Linked DNA regions of Anser cygnoides: region 1 is linked to region 2. Evidence: chromatin contacts called from public Hi-C data. All regions are on one chromosome and are shown on one strand. The core of a region is the stretch at or near the end of the contact, and the rest is flanking DNA. Distances in the headings are between cores, read along the strand shown.

Region 1 (5,476 bases), core at 1,191-3,690, 79 kb after region 2:
TTTTATTCTGAGAAAGAACAGTGACTTGAAATGTCATGTCCCTGGTATAAATAAAGAAAGAAGCAGCACTCAAAAGTGCACAGGAGCCTGAGAGAGTGGATACTTAGTCTTCACAGGTATGATTATAAAGCCAACTAATTTCTTTTCCTAAAAGTGGGCTGGTTATATGTTTGTATTGTATATGTTTGTATTTTGGGATAAATATATGCAAATGCAATCTGAATTTCTTAATTCCAGTTTTCAACAAAATATATATATTTTTTTTCTCTACTTGGGATTGGTTCAGTTTTTGGTTCCCAGGCCAACTTTGGCTGTTTTTGTCTTGACTTTGGCTAGTGTAGCCTAGTCACAGGCATTTTTTTTTTTTAATTTTTAATTTTTTATTCTTATTACACTTTATCAAAAAGGCCTTGGAAACTCACATATATTGGCTAGGGTGGGACTGAGCAGGGAGGCGGTGGAGATGTTCTATGGAGCCCCTAATATAAACCTTTCTCCAAAACTGCCGTGAATATATTTTTTTTCTCAGTCCTGGACAAATTCATAAGTTTATAAACTTCCTTAATCAAAGCGTGATAATTCAAGGCCAGAACTAACAAAGGCCTGAAATGAAATTTGATTTTAACTCCCTTCCTTGACTGAAAGTGGAAAACAACATGCTAAGGCATAGCTGTGCTATGAACTGAGCTTTCCAGGGAATGCCCAGAGCTGATGCTCCCTGGATGTGATTTCAGCTGGGAGATTTAGACTTAAATCTGAAAAATAAGGCTTGTGAATTGGCAATATCATAAATTATTTTATGAACAAATGGATTTTACTATATGTTGTATGTTGAGTATGATGAGAAAAAAACATATTCAAATGTCACACACAACTAAAAATACACAAATAAGGTCCATAAAAAGTGCAGAGTATTGTGTGTATATTGGCCAGGGACTGATGTATAGGAAATTAACTGAACAATGAAAGAACCTGAAGAACAGGAGAGATGCCTTGGAAGGTGCAGTCATTGTGAGGATAGGAATCTCTCATGCTTTGGAAAATGATACAGGTGTGTAAGCTTAGGTGAACATCACTCTCTGTGGGAAACTCAAAGGCAACCCCTTTACATTCATTGATATTAAAGAGAACTTGGGTATTTATATAATGCAACCCCTCTCTTTTGGTACAGGATATGAAGATTTGTTTGGCTGACACTGCTGAGGACTTTTTGAATGGGACTTTTAAAAAGGGCCAGAAAAAAGATGCCCAGGTCATAGAGCAGAAATGTCGTACCTAAACTATCATGGAATTTTCTGAAAGCCTCCCTCACATTTAAAAAGAAGACACTACAAATTCTATTTTATAATCATTGAATACAGAGAAACTGATGACAACCAGAGGCTGAAGGAATTAGTAGACATTTGTGATTACTCTCTATTATGAGAAATGCATCCTGAGAAATGAGTTGTGAAATGGTCCCATGAGAAAGGCAGTGTGGGGAGGCCAGGCTTCAATAACGAAGAACCACTAGTATGAATTGCCTAAGACTGGTACTTGCAACAGTAGTAAATGGAAAACAGAAGGTACCTGCTGAAAATGGCATGAAAGTGTCTTTCTTCACAAACTTTCCCTTGGAGTCAAGAAAGTGTTCAGGATAGAACATCTCTGGTTTCTCCCATTGGGATTTATCTTGCAGGACAGAGATCAGCAAGGGGATGATGTAGGTTCCCTGCAAAACAGGACAGTGGAGTTATTCTGTGCAAAAATAGTTTGTTGGCAGTAATGACAGTAAGATTTTAATGTGAAGAAATCAGCCTGGACAAAGAGATTATTCTGGCTTCCATTGCGTAACTTCACAAAAGTGTTCATATATATCACATTAACCATGTCTGAGATTGGAGAAATGCTAAAAGAAACAGTCCTGTAAGCATCTCACCTTGGGAATGAAATAGTCTTTGAGAATGACATCTGTAGTAGTCTCATGAGGCAAATCCAATGGCAGGATACTAGCAAATCGCTGAACTTCATGGATAACAGCATCTGTATATGGCATTTGAGTACGATGCTCGATTCGTGGAGGGTTTGACCCTATCACTTGCTCTATCTCTTCTTGAACCTTTCCTGACGAGGGAATACAATATAAGAAACAGACAAGGACTCTTTCATCCCTGAGACATACTGGGCTTCACTGATGGAAAACTATAAAATACCTCAACTGAGAACCATAAATTCTGTCAGTCTTTTTTTTTTTTTTTTTTTCTTTCAGAAATAACAGGAGGTGGACAGATTTACAGTGTCTGATTATTTCTTTGCCACTAAGAAACCTGGATTTGGTTAATTTAAATGGATAATTTAAGATTTAAGAGTGCTCCCAATCCAGAGAAGGTTAAAAAAAAAAAAAAAAGAGCAAGAGAGAGAAGAAGAAAACCATATTTCCTTGACTTGCTACATTTTAACCATATTTTAGTGAATGTTTTCCAGGATTCTCTTTGATTTCCCTGTGAGTAGGAAAATATTTTTTTTTTTTTGGCCTCTCTTCTGCCTGAAATTTCTTGTTCTGTGTCAAAAGCCCTGCTAGACTCCTAACAACCCTGAAACGTAAGCTGGACTGCAGATGTTAAACGAAAAACAATTCCCTGAATGTCCTCAAGCATTTAAAGACCAGGTACCATCCATTTAATGTCTGCATAGGCATTTGGTTTGCCAACAGCGTGTTTCTGAAAGAAATCTGGAACAATTTCATTGCCCAACACAGGACATGGCTGTTTTTCCAACTAATGAGAAACTGGCCAATATAAAATCTGACTATAATCTACTGCTAGGCTGACCGATGTGCCCCTCACTGGATCTCAACCACAGGGCATAGTGATACTTGGATAATAATTAACTGAAAGTATTGGCTTTTTTAAACTCGATGCGTTGACAGATATGTTGACCCTCAAGGGTCCTGTTCAGTTCCCGAGCGTAAGAGCGTCTGTCATAAAACCACTTACTCTGAATTTCAGGGTACTTGAGCATCAGCAGAAGGCTCCAGTTTAGTGTGGAGGAAATTGTCTCAAGGCCAGCAGTGAACAAATTGCTCACCAAGCTTAGCAAGTTGTCATTATGGAAATACCCATTGGAAGTGGATTTCTCCTGGAAAGGAGTGGTTGAGGTAAAAAGATGAAAACTTATAGCTTTCCATAGGAAAATGCAATATAGATAGCTAAATATTTACTAAAAGTGAATTTTAAGAAAAAGTGTGAAAGAAAAAGAGCTTTGGGCTTGTACCCAGAGAAGAGTGTTGAAAGAAGTTTTATGTTTTGTATGATCTCTGCCCTTACTGGGGCCAGCTGCAAAGAGAGCTGTTTTCTGTATGAAAAAGGTAACTAAGATCTATAACAGCCGCAAATAAGGGTCCCACTAGAGCCCAGGTTGTTGTGTAATGCATTATGTTTTTAAAAGAGTCAGAAGAGCTAGGACAATAGACAGAGCAGATGGAAAAATGCAGCTTTGGTAAACTGTAAAAGTAAATAAAAAGAAAGAAATTAAATAAATTTAAAAGGATTTATGTTAGGAAATATAGCTATAATTATTAGGACTCAAAGGTAATAGTAAGTGTCTTCATATAACCATAAAAGTTTGAAGAAATGAAAAGAAGATTCAGTTACCTCCTGCTGTTTAACAAGGAAAGCATCAATAAAACTTCTTAGATCATTTTTGTCCAGAGTTTTCAGATGTTCTATAAAAGTAACTTTCACATAAGCATGGAATTCATCTTTATTTTTGAGAAGAGTCTTGTTAGCCCTTAGGAGGAATCCAAGGTATGGGAAGATGTTGTACATCTACAGGAGGGAAAGGCATTAGATAAAATTTACCAGCCAAAGGCCTGTAAACATTTTACAGGAACAAATAAATGATATCATGCCCATTTTGCAGATACAAAACCGAAGACTTTATATTTTCTTCTTTAGAACATGGCTGAATGAATTCATGGTTGAAAATCCACCAAGGAAACCTCTCAGCCCCAAGTTACTGGAAGCTGAGAGACTATTTTGCAGGAGAAGCATAGGTGTGACTTAAACATCTGCAGCTGGCCAGCAGGAGACAGTGGTGGGACAGACCTTTGGACTGATTGTGTAGCTCCTTGTATGTTCTTGACAACCTTTCCCTCCTTGCAGACCACCTCTACCATCACTTGAAAGCAGCAAGTAACCGCAAAAATTCAAAGACTACCAGTTATTTCACATGCGTTTTCTTAGTCTGTGTCACCACACAGGCATATATGGATCATATTTCAAAATATGAGGAAGAAATTGGAATAAAAAGCTGTGCTTTGCCACTGTTACAACAGTATAAATGGCGGTATGTTAAATCCTTGTCATCTGATGAATGGAAGCAGAACTGCACAGATGTATACAGTGGGATCTGTGCAGCTGGTGAAATGTCTAAAAATCGTGAAACTTCAGGTTTGTACAAAAAAGAACCTATACCACATGCTAACTGAAATATTGTCCAGCAAGTTTTTATTATTATTTATTTATTTATTTATTTATTTATATTATTTTGGCCAGCTCTTCTGTTAACATTTTTTCCTGTTTCAAAGCCCAAAGGGAGAGAAGTGAACCTGGTGTGTGGCAGCATTGCATGCAGTTAGCTGAGCATATTTATTACCCATTGAGACATTTCTGTGTAGCAGAAGCATGCAAAAATATATTCTGTATTCTTCTTGTACAGGTAGACCATGAACTCTGTAGCTTCTCCCCGTCCTATGCTCTGAGAGGGTGTCCTGTGTTGCCCTGTCACTATACGTGTGAAACATTTTGGGAGAATGCTGGGCTTGCTGGTCATGCACTACAAGATGTGTGTGTAGAGATAGATCTCTGCTTTCTCAGATAAGAGTATTTGGGAGAAGATCGTGTCCGCAAAAGTTATTCATGGTCCATGGCCCTGACTGTCCTTTTCTGCCATGATCTTTGGAATTGGACCAAGGGAGGAGTAACAGCTCTAAAGAGATTTTTTTTCTTCTTCCTTTTTTTTTTTTTCCTGTTGAATAATTAACTTTGAGCTCGCAGAAATGAGTTGTTGTTGTTGTTGTTGTTTTAGTTGTTGAAGGAGTTAAAAGGGTTACAGAATCATACACAATCACACAATGGTTAAGGGCCCCTCTGGTCCCCCCTGACCTTATCAGGCCCCCCCAGCAGGGTGCCCAGCCCCACGTCCCTGGGCTCGGGGAGCTCTCCAAGGAGCAGCCCCCGGCCCCTCTCGGGGCAGCCTGTGCCAGGGCTCCGGCACCCGCCCGGCCCAGCGGTGCTGCCTGAGGGGCAGGGGGAGCCGCCGGGGCTCCGGGCTGGGCCCGGGGCCTCTGGGCCCGGCCCTGGGCACCGCCGAGCAGAGCCCGGCTCCGGCCTCTCCGCACCTCCCTGCGGGTATCCACAGACATTGATAAGGTCCTCTCCCCAAGCCTTCTCTTCTCTAGGCTAAAAAGTCGCAACTGTCTTCTGTCTAGAAAAAT
Region 2 (5,764 bases), core at 2,567-5,066:
CCTGACACACAAATGGTCCTTCATCTGTGTGCATTTTGAGGTGCACCTTAAAGTTGCTACGAACAGCAGTAGCATAGTCACAGTATTGGCACCTGTACGTTTTATACATAGACAAACTGGAAGGCCACGTATCCTCAGATGTATAATATGCAGCATCTTCATAATCATCTTCAGCTTGCCAGTCACCATCTTTGACTTGCCACTCAGAGGAATCAGGGCTGAACAGAGGGTCTTCTTTGCAAACTACAGCGTCCATTTCGTATGAATCCAGGACTTCTGATCTACTCCCAAAAATAGGTAAAGTATTGCTTCCATGGCTGCTTTCAGGAAATATGTTTCCAGAGTATATTTTCTTATCGTCCTGCTCATCGTCTGCCTGCTCAAAGTCTACTTCCGAAGCCAGCATTTTACACAATCCCCCAGTGAGGCTATTATCTTTATCAGAGAGAGAAACACGGTCCTGGGAATCGCTGTCAAATTCACACGCTTCATTTTTATATTCGTTGCTCTGATTCGTATAACCATTATCAGTCACCTTAAACTGTTCGTGAAATTTCTTATGAAAGCTGAGATGTCCTCTTGTATAAAACACGATGTTACACTCATCACACGTGTAACTCTTAGAAGGTCTTCGACTTCTCTTTCTCTCATGTACAAAGTCGAGTTGCGGCCCTTGACACGTTCCTTCGCCTGCGTGTAATCTTCTGTGCCTCTTTAACCCACTGGTGCTCGTGAATGCTGACTGGCAGAACTCACAGGAGTAGGGCTTAGCCCCTGTATGTATGTAGCTATGCCTCACCATGCTTGCAAAATACAACGAGAAAAAGGTACAGAACCTGCACTTGTACAGCTTATACCCAGCGTGCCAGTACATGTGATTTAACATGTAGGATAAGCTAATGCAGGAGTAATCACACTGGGGACACTGGTAAGGTGGTCTCTCTTTATGTCCCTTCATGTGATGAATAAAAATCCTGGGATTTGATGAACCAAAAAGACAAAGTCTGCAGGAAAAAACAACCGGAACGCCCAGAGATGTAAAGTCCCTTTCAATTTTGATGAAAAACTTCTTGTATTTACTTTCTTTTTTCTTGGTCTCTGATTTTCTTTCTTCAGTTCTTCTCTGCCTAACTTTTCTAGCATTCATTCTATTTTTTCTTACCTTTCGCAACCTAGTCATTTTCTTATGAAACTTAATGTGATTCTTCAGGTTGACAGAAAAGAAGAAGGTTCTTTTACAAAAGCAGCATTTATGAATTTTTTTATCTTTATGAGCTGAATGAACGTGTCTCTTCAGAAGTGCAGCGCATTTATATACAGAACTACAAAACCTGCATTTCAAATTTATTTTTTCATGCTTATTTATGGAACAAGATGCTTCAGAAAAAGGTTTGATGTTCAGACTATTACTGGGCCATGCTAAACCTTCTTGCTGGCCTTGTATTTCATTTGGGCTTTCATGAGGAGAAACAATATATTGTTGCTGATGTCTTTTTTTAGAAAACGGTGTTAATGACTTATAAATATGCTCTTCGGTAGCACTTGATTCAGCAGAAATAGAAGCATTCATCTCCAAGTCCCCTGTATCTTTTAACAATTCTTCTGAAGTAGGGGAATATCTATTTGCAAACAGAGCAGAATGACTCTGGGTAGGTTCAGGTTCTTCTTTCAAGCCATGTTCCAAAACTGAACTCAGGGCTTCAAATTTGCCGCTCTTACTTGTTTTGTTGTCAGCTTCATTACTTCCGTTCATTGAAGAATCAGTATCTATTGGGATAAAAACAGTCACATGCATGACGTATCACACAACAACCAATGTTCATAATTAATTGGTAGTAATAACCCCCAATACCCTAATGTATATCACCTTGCTATACATGCCCTTCACTTAGGAAAACATTTTCCTATCCCTACTTCCCTCCTAATGTCTCTGCCCATTTGCCCCCACCCTTCCTCCAATATTTAAATCATGTTTTAAGAGAAGAAATCCTTGTTGGATTCTTATTGGAAAGAAATCCTTTTCACTTCATCTTTTCACTCTTTGTTTCCTCAGGAGCTCTGAATTTCACAAGACAAGTGTAATCTATGCAAATTTTATGCAGAGCTTTATGCCAGAATTGCTGTAAAGCACCGCCACCGAACTGCACTAGGGCTCAGTTCTTCAGATGGCAACTTGCACAGTGCATGCATGATGTCCCTTTTGCTATCCTGTCTGCCAGGAGTGCAAGTAGTCTTGTTACTCCTTTATGCCTTTCTAGTACCTGAGAGGAAAATAAAATGTACCCTGAGTTTATATTTTCAGATCTTTTTCCCCTAGTCACAGGCAGCCCTTTCACAAAGTGCAGCAGAGTGAAACAGTACCAATTTCTTGGTGTTCCACTATTTTTCACATCAGTCCATGAAAGAACTACGCATACTTCAGTCTCTTTCTGCTGCATGTAATAAAAATCTATATTAGAAAGATTAATCTAAAATAAATGATTTTGGATTATTCCTGTTTTCCCACCTATTTCAGGCTTGATATTTACTGGATGTCTTCAACCACTGCACTAATCTTATTAACCAGTTACCTTCCACTTTAACAGTTGCCTCCATCTCTGTGGGGATTTCCAGCTGTTTCTCCTGGCTTCCAGCAGAAAGAACATTTGCAACATCAGCATGTTCTTCTTCATCTTTGCACACTACTGCTAAAATCATCTGTTCACCCGTGTTGATGGTCACATCTCTACCCTCACTGTCAGCTGCTGCTAAGAGAGGAATCTTCTGACAAGTGTCGTTATCAACACATTCCTTCCTGTCACTGGTTTCATTTATCTCATCAAGGTCTGCTTTCAAAGGTGATGTTGGCAATCCATTTTGATTGCACTTATCTTTGCTTGCATCACACTGATCACTTAGGGATAACATCAATTCATTACACAAACTCTCATCAACCCGTTTTTCTTCAGAGTATTTCACACAATCATCCTTATCTGCAGCAATCTCTTTTCCTTCCGAAACGCTTAAACCACTACTGGCATCTGAAGGCGCTGTGTTGCTTTCTAGGAGAATGTTGGTACTGAAGCCTGCCTCCTGATTATCCTCCTTCTTCAGCTCAGGAACAGTCACTGTTTGCTCCTCGGTCTCATTACAGAGACAGTCATCATCACTCAGCACAAGGATCGTAATTGGGAGCATGATTTCAAAGACATCCGACTCTGAGGAGAAAAACACACTGCATTGAGACTACTTATGAAAAAAAATTAAATGATTTTCATGGAGCAGATCTCCACGCTGCAGCCCGTGGAGGAGCCCCCGGTGAAGCAGGTGGATGTGGCCTGGAGGAGGTTGCGGCCCATGGAGAGCCTCCGCAGGAGCAGGCCCCGGGCCGGAGCTGCAGCCCGTGGAGAGGAGCCCACGCAGGAGCAGGGTCTCTGGGGGGAGCTGCCGCCCGTGGGGGCCCCGTGCTGGAGCAGTTTGCGCCTGACAGACCCTCAGCGGCGCGCTGCGCATGCGCGCTCCCGTACCGCCGCCATATTGCGTCCCCCCTCTCCCGTCCCCTCAGCCCAGCGCGGCCCGCCCCGCGCCGCCAGCCGTTCCGCGCCAGCCGTTCCGCACCCCCCCTACACCGCACGTACCGCTCTCCGCCGCCGGACTCAGCCCCGCCGGGCCCAGCCCCGCCGGGCCCAGCCCCGCCAGCTCCCCCGCCATCTCCGGACCCAACCCGGGCCCAGCCCGCTCCGCGCTACCAGCGAGCAAACCCTGCTCGGCCTCCACAACGGCCCGACTGCGCATGCGCACAGCCCAGAGTGGTGCCGCTCGGCGCGCAGTTTCTGAGAGGGGAGGGGGAGGAGGTCGGGGGCGGCATCGTCTGATTGGAGGGAGCCGCGTGGGGGCGTGGCCTCAAGGGCGAGGCGTGGGGTCGGTTGGGGGCGTGGCCCGGATTTGGGGGCGTGGCCTGCGTGTGGCGGGCTGCCCGCCTCCCTGAGGGGGCTGCGGCCCGTCACTAAAATGGCTCCCTGAGGGGTTGGGTGCTGGGCGGTGCCCGCCCGCCGGCAGTTCAAACGTTTTGTAACGTCAGCCCCCATCCGTTCTGTGAGAAAAGGCAGCAAAGGAAATAAATTGAGCTAAAAAGCGGTTCAGTAGTGAAATTGGTCGGTTTTGCCCTAAAAAGGCTGATAACGTATCAACTGATCTAATGAACGTTTGCCCTAAAAAGATTGATAACGTTATCTATTGGTCTCATGAGCTCTCAGGTGCTGCTGGCAGCAAACTCTCTGTTCCTTGTAAATGCTACAGGTACATACTTGTGCAGACTGATTTTCCTGTACATATTGGCATGCTGGTAGCCTTTATTTTAGAAGCCCTCACTTTTAAAACAAGATGGCTCTTCCTGAACACAGGGCTGCAGCCTCCTGTTAACAAACGGTGAGATGAAACTCCAGGTAACAACAAATGGCTGGAATACCTGCCTTTCTCCAGCCATTGCAGGCAATATTCCAACCTATAGGTTCAGTCTGTGCGGTGCAGGTGGCATGGCTATATTTTCAAATAGAAGCAACAAAGCCTCTAGGCAGAAACTTTATCAAAAACAAACAAACGAGAAAACTCCTACTTGATTTAGGCAAAGTTGAGAGGAATATTGCCTTCTGTGTTTCAACTCTCAAGGAATTAGGGAATCTCTTACATAATTAGAAAGTTTGTGAGAAGCAGCTGCCAGGATGGGCTGGATGTCTGTCCTGGACTTTTGCTTGTCACAGCAATCCATAGAACAATCTTGTTTTCTTCCTACGGGGAAAAACAATCAAAAAATAGTACCAGAGTCCTCCTGCCAGAACTGGCTGAATCGCCACAAGAGGGCTCTGCAGCCACGAGTTCAGTCTAAGGCTCTGCAACGAAAAAAAATAAAAATACATGGGAGATCGCAAATAATCCTGTCCCAGTTTAGCCAGTCCAGAACACCTCCTGTGGAAAGGGAGGCAGATAAGATCTGAATTTCAAATAGAAAATAAGGAGGAAAAATACATCACATCAGTTGTGATTATCAAAGCCAAAAGGTAATATCCCACACATTTGTTGTTCTCATTAGCAGGTGTCTCAAAATGCACAAAACCCAGCTATGAAAAAGAGACTAACCTGCAAGAAATCTACTGTGAATAAGATTACTTTTTGGGCTATGAGTCATGTCTGAATCCTCAGTGATGTGTATGTACACTGATATCTCACAGTGATTTGTGCGTCTCAGACATTTGCTGAATCGTTTTTCCTGAGCTTATTCCAGACTTGCATTTTAAAAGCACAGTGGTTAACAGCTGAAAGGGATATTCGTCACAACACAGACAGCTGATGCTTCTTGTAACCTGGGTCTGCATCTGAGGTAAAGAAGAAAATGAAAAAACAACTTAATTGGGAATATTCTGGTTTACATATTCACCCTGAAGGGAGATTGATACCTATTTCCATTCTTAATTTTTTAAGCAAAGAGGAGGTAGGATACATGCGGCCCTCTGCTTTTGTATTTGTTTGCGTAACACCTTGCTTTGCGGAGCACAGTCTGATTACAGCAGACTGTGACTGCTGCTGCTGTCTAAGCACTATTATTGCCCTATTGTTGCATATGCCACCTCCTATCTCCTGCTCCTGTTTCCATTTCTAGGAGTGGCTGTGTGTTGTTAGCACTCACAAAGGTACCTGCCCAACCTGCCATTTGTGAATGCTGGCAGGTGGCAACTACGAGTCTCTTCCTAGGCATTAAAAGGTACTGTTTTAAACCTCAAGACAAATA

The links. Hi-C and Micro-C count contacts between places; a contact is called where the count stands out from the background.
Region 1: a Hi-C map of liver shows a contact between it and region 2, with 3 times the contacts expected there. The contact joins the enhancer-like site here to the promoter of LOC106038195 in region 2. A contact is called at or near these places in 2 of 7 Hi-C or Micro-C datasets (both in liver).

The regions. Positions count from the first base shown.
Region 1 is chr3:117,936,386-117,941,861 of Taihu_goose_T2T_genome, forward strand. It overlaps LOC106038206 (cytochrome P450 2K1-like), which reads right to left. Exons shown (of 9, transcript XM_013184558.3): 5 at 3,633-3,806; 6 at 2,976-3,117; 7 at 1,919-2,103; 8 at 1,570-1,711. Among named protein-coding and RNA genes, the nearest start is that of GLYATL3, 14 kb to the left of the region's middle. Within about 2 kb of position 2,441, at least 2 of the 3 cell types and tissues checked have open chromatin away from gene starts, as enhancers often do. A contact at or near this core is called in liver, where this site is marked.
Region 2 is chr3:117,856,380-117,862,143 of Taihu_goose_T2T_genome, forward strand. It overlaps LOC106038195 (zinc finger protein 11-like), which reads right to left and starts at 3,817. Exons shown (of 3, transcript XM_048065735.2): 1 at 3,618-3,817; 2 at 2,571-3,197; 3 at 1-1,767. The coding sequence starts at 3,774.